Regions from separate parts of the Gossypium hirsutum genome. Here region 2 is linked to region 1. The links are chromatin contacts, called in public Hi-C maps. All regions are on one chromosome and are shown on one strand. Each heading gives the region's core, a stretch centred on a gene start, on an enhancer-like site or on the middle of the called end of the contact. The rest is flanking DNA. Distances are from core to core; before and after follow the strand shown.

Evidence for each region. A called contact is a pair of places that touch in the nucleus more often than the background predicts.
Region 2: a Hi-C map of leaf shows a contact between it and region 1, with 1.8 times the contacts expected there. The contact joins the promoter of LOC107896856 here to the promoter of LOC107896850 in region 1. A contact is called at or near these places in 16 of 34 Hi-C or Micro-C datasets (callus, cotyledon, hypocotyl and 3 more).

What each region holds. Positions count from the first base shown.
Region 1 is chrA10:88,625,570-88,628,269 of Gossypium_hirsutum_v2.1, reverse strand. It overlaps LOC107896850 (transcription elongation factor TFIIS), which reads left to right and starts at 1,297. Exons shown (of 2, transcript XM_016822146.2): 1 at 1,297-1,774. The coding sequence starts at 1,619.
Region 2 is chrA10:88,757,200-88,759,899 of Gossypium_hirsutum_v2.1, reverse strand. It overlaps LOC107896856, which reads right to left and starts at 1,387. Exons shown (of 7, transcript XM_016822152.2): 1 at 911-1,387; 2 at 713-825; 3 at 559-608. The coding sequence starts at 1,191.

The DNA of each region.
Region 1 (2,700 bases), core at 48-2,547:
AGTTTTATCTGATCATATCTCCAAAGCCCAGCAACAGATGGCTCAAAACCACTAGGCCCAAATCCCTTTGTAGTAATGCCATAGATTCCCAACAACATCCCTTCATTAGTGGAGCCTGATTGATTATGATTGAGATTAGGATAAAGATTCCTTAGAAAATCTCCAAAATTGCACAAGATAAGTTCTATTTCCTTATCCAGACTTTGACTTCTCGTTCCATCTAATTTGCACAACCAACGGCTAACTCCCATCGAACCCCTTCTTGTTGGAGCTCGCAAAGTAATATCCCATCTGAAAAAAATCTATGATGAATCCACCCTTACCTTCACCAGATAGAAACTTTCATCATGACCAAGTTTTCCACAGATGAAACAAAATAAGCTATGTTTTTCATATTAAAACCTAGCATAAAACACTCAGTCACCCAACATAACCTTCTTTTTTTGTTTAAAGGCCAATTGCATATCTAAGCAAACCTTTAGCCTCATGTACCGTTTCATCCCTAGAGAAGGAACCATTGTATCATAGACAAAAAAAATCCCCCAAGAAAGATCCAACACGTCGTGCCATTATTTCTGACATAAGGCTCAGTGACAAGTCATGGATTTGGACCCAAAACTCAACATGGTTGAGAGGTAACGTTAGCGGATCCTCTCTTGTCTGTAACTTGTGCATCATCAATAAATGGTTATTGAAAAACCATGGCATTCCTTCTATAATCCTATTCAGATAAACTTCATAAAAGAACTTAAATAAGTAACGCTTCTCATCTAGATCAGTAATAGCAATGCCCCCAATAAGGTGCCATAAATCAGCCATGGTGTTTCTTAAAGACGAAAAATAGACTACACTATCTGTTAAGCAACTGCCAACCAAACAAAAGTGAAAGTCTTCTTTAGACTCAATCGTTTTCTCCTAAAAAACCTCTTCCTCCTCGTCATCAAGATTCAGATTCGCCATCTTATCCTTCATTGATGCACTATCTCAATTTGAAAAGCTGAGCAAAAACTAAAAAGAAAAAACTAAAAAACCATGTCAAAAAGACAGATGGAAAAACGTGCCAAAGAATCGCGGATGAATTTAACGGTGGTTTAGAAAATATCACTTTCATAAACTTTATTGTTGTTTAATCACTCTATCCATATTTTTAATCTTTTAAATAACAAAAAATATTTACTCTATAAAAATTTCCATTAATTTTATAATTATTTTGGGTATTATATATTTATATTTTTTTCAAATTTAAGATCAGCAGTGATTGAAAATGACTAGTAATTAAATCATCTTAATTGATTACTAATACTAGGAGAGTCTAAAAACAGATGTAACAGCCCAGCAGTGTAGAAGAAAGCCCAAATGATGAGAGACCGTCGGTTCCCTTCAGATCAACGGACGTCTGAGAACGATAATCCGTATTTCAAGAAACCTTCCCCCAAAGTTTCTGCCTTGATGTTGACCCAGTTCTGGTCCAATTAAACTAAACCAGAAAGTCCAAAACACCACTTGTATCCTTGATCTTGTTGGCTTCGGTCTATCTCAAAACATCCTTATAAAATGTGAAGCATAGCTTTTCTTATCTTTCTTTTTTAAGTTTTGAACTGTAGGTTTATTTTGGCGAATGGAGAGGGAGCTGGTGGATTTGTTCGAAGCTGCCAAGAAAGCGGCTGATTTAGCCGCTGCCTCCGACGCCGTTTCCGAGGTTTCCCGATGCGTCGATGCCTTGAAGCAGCTCAGGGCTTTCCCTGTCTCTTACGATATTCTTGTTTCTACTCAGGTATTTTTTTTCTTCTCTTTTCACCCGCATTCCATTAATATAGATTTCTTTATTTATTTGAGATCTCATGAATCAACATTCTTATAGCTGGGCTTTTCTTTGCTTTCATTTTGTGACAGTAGATTAGGAGAGAAATTTAATTCCTTTAACTGCATGGTTGAGAAATTAGCTTTTTCTTTTCTCTTGAAATGGTAGCAAACAAGCAGTGCAGTTTATAATATTTTGATTTCGGCTTTTAGATTGTGGGACAGATGAATGGCGCTGCTTCATTTGCTAAATGTAGGAGCATTTAAGATGTATATGGTTATTCCCAGAGGAAGGTTCCTCTTTTATGGTAGAGAAGTGTAGGGGATAGGGTTCTCTCAATTAGTCAAATATATTTATTTTAATCAAAGATTGGGGAGGTCATAGTGGGAGGATTGATAGTGGAGTATAAAATAACAAATCAAATCAATCCTGGCTTGGTGGGCAAATCACACGCCATCACATTTCGTTTCTTCTCAGTTTTCTCCCTAAGGGCGGAACCTCATGCCCCCAAATTTCCCAAAATTTTTATTATACACTTTAAAATTTTCAAATATTTTAATTAAACTTTCTCAAATTTTTTATAAATTCTAGTTCAATCTTTCAAAAGTTTTAAAAAACTTAATTAGAGGTTCCAAAATTTTTGAAAATTTTCATTCATCTTAAAAAAAAAAATTTAATTAAACCCCTAAAATTTATAAAAATTCTTATTAAGCCCCTAAATTTTTTTTTTGAAAAATTTAGGTAGGCCCTCAAACTTAATGGCACGTTCTGCCACAAGTAAGTTAGCAGAATGTTTCTTTCCTTTATTCTCCATCCACCTTTTTAGCATCCTATTTTGTTAACTATTGAGCCTGTTACAAGCTATTCTGTCTTGTAATTTTAGAATTTTAATGAATGAA
Region 2 (2,700 bases), core at 138-2,637, 130 kb before region 1:
TTGACCCATAGTTAACCCGAGTTTTAACCCATTTGGAGATTGAACAATCTTGGGCCATTTCTGGATTGATAGTCCAAGAACTTAACCCTAAATTCTATAAACAAGTATTCATAAACTTCTATATCGGTTAAAAGTACCTAATAGATCCTTGTATTATATGGACTGAATCAAATTAATCCCTTCATTATTAAATAGATCAATTTAGTCCTTATACTAATAAAAAATTTTAAATAAATCGAAGTTGTAACAAATGCAACATTTATTATATAAAAGATGTCTTGAAAGTTATTGCAATTCAATTCGAAACAAAATATTTTATTACAAAACTATAAAAACCTTAAAAATATTAACTCATTTAAAGTGTAAAGGTTAAGTCTATTATAATTTGGTCTTATTGTATTATTTTTAATGATATAGGGACTAAATTGATCCATTTAATAATAAGAGGGTAATTTGTTTAAATATTAGATTATAATTTTTGGAATTTGTTGATTGCAAATTAAATACATGGTGAAAGCATTAAAAATAAAACAGGGGAAAGCTAAATTGGATACTTACCAGCCACGAAAGATTGCCCTCGTCATATGCATGAAAAGGACTCAGATAATCTGTACACAATTATATAGCTTTTAATTTGGACTGAATACCTTAAAAATAAACAAATAAATCCCAAGGTTTCATAAATCATTAAAAGAAGATGAGAAATGCATACAATCAGGGTATTGAAGAGAGGTGTTCTGAATGGTTTTGAGCTCCTTATATACGTCCGATTCCAGAATCTCCTTCGTCATCTCCCTCCATGGAATGTTGTTCTTCTCCGCTGTACTGTTGGCATATTGTATTCCATTATTTCATATAGACATATACATCAAAAACACACAGACACAAAAAAAGAAAGAAAGGAAGGAACCTTATTAGGACTTGTCGGGCACCAAGCTTAAGCAGGGAGTAAAAGGGCTTAAATGAAATAAGAGCTTCAACAAGGCGAGAGAAAGGGGTCTCATCTGCCCATTTAGGCCTTTCACGATCTCCCTCCTTGTAGGCTATTGATATAGTCTCCGTCTCAGCCTGATCTGTCATTCCAACATGAACTAAATCTCTTCTTCTGCTTCCCATCCTTCTTTTTGTTGCAGCTGAAGATGCGAGGAAAAGCTTCTCAGAAGACGAACAAGAAGTTGCCCACAGCGCCATTTGTAGATGATTAGCAAACACTTGGAATGAAGGTTACAAATCTGTAATCTATCAGGATTCTGTTTCAATGTGAGTGAGATTTGAGACCAGAAGCAGTTTTGCATTTTCTTTTCTTAACCTGAATTTTCTCACCCTATTGCATAACTCCACGTGGATGATAAGACATCAAAGTTTATCTGCCTGCTTTGCTTCTCCTATAATATTTGTTCTTTCTTCCTTGATAATTTATATGGATAATGACATCAATGACCCCTGTATTTTGGGGTTTGTTTTAATGTGGTACATAAAAGTTTCAAAACATATTCATTAGCTTAATGACAAGGCCAAGCTTGACGGCGAGAGAGATGATGTGGCCGTGGCACTGGTTGATTTCGCCTTCCATCTTGGCAAGGACGTAACCGACGATGAGGCCATTGTAGTCCTTGGCCATGAGTGGGTGTGGTAAAAATACTACTTCATTTGGTAATTCTGGAGAAGGCAAAGCAAGTTGCAAGTTTGCATCATTGATGGTGGCCTTGCATATGGACACCATTGTTTTCTTCGATGGATTTGTTGTTGCTGAATGGAATTAGGGCTTTTGATTTTTTGATTTTATGTTTTATGGTTGAACAAATACGAGATGATAATGAAAATAGAGGTTTGGGTTTTTTCTTTTCATTTTCTACATTTTTTTTCTTCCAAGAGATGACAAGAGCGATAGGAACATGAAGAATTTTAATTTCTACTCTTTTTTTCTTCTACAATAAGAAGAGATGAAAAGAGGGATATGAAAATTTCTTGAAAATTTTTAATCTACTTAAGTATAGGGATTTTATGAGAAATTGGGTTTTTTTTAGATTTTTTGAGAAATTTTTTGGGCAAAATATTTTTAAAACTTTTTATCCTTTTTCTTCTATTTTAGTTAATGAAAAATGCCACATATCACTATTTTATTAGTGTCACAGTAAAATAATAGTGTTAAATTCCAGATTAATTAACAAAATTAAACTTCAAAAATCAAATTAGACATTCCTTAAAATACATAGGCCACTGGTGCCATTATCTTTTTATGATATTGTTTCTATTAATTTGTTGAGTTTTTTAAATTTACAAATTCGACAATTAAATCCACAACATATTACGTGGGTTAGTCAATTAAAATTAATTTTATTAACTTTTTTTTCTAACTCGTTTGTTTCTACAAAGTTGTCGCTACCCATTCTTTTCACCCTTTCACTAATAACTCTTTCTTTTTCTCTCCATTCATTCACCTGTTTTCTTTTTTTTTTTTTTCAATTTGTTAATCTTCACAAATGATAATGTATATTATTATTAAAACTCTACTTGCCACCAATAGTTTCTCTTAGAAAGCGGATGACTCTTCGTCAACTTCTTAATATATTTCTATTTTGAGAGTATTTTAAAATAATAAATGATTTCACAACTCAATTTGGACCTGTGTTGTATTAAGTTTTATATGTTTTTCTTTTTTTTTTTATTCTTTAATAAGTCTTTATTTTTAGAAGTTTT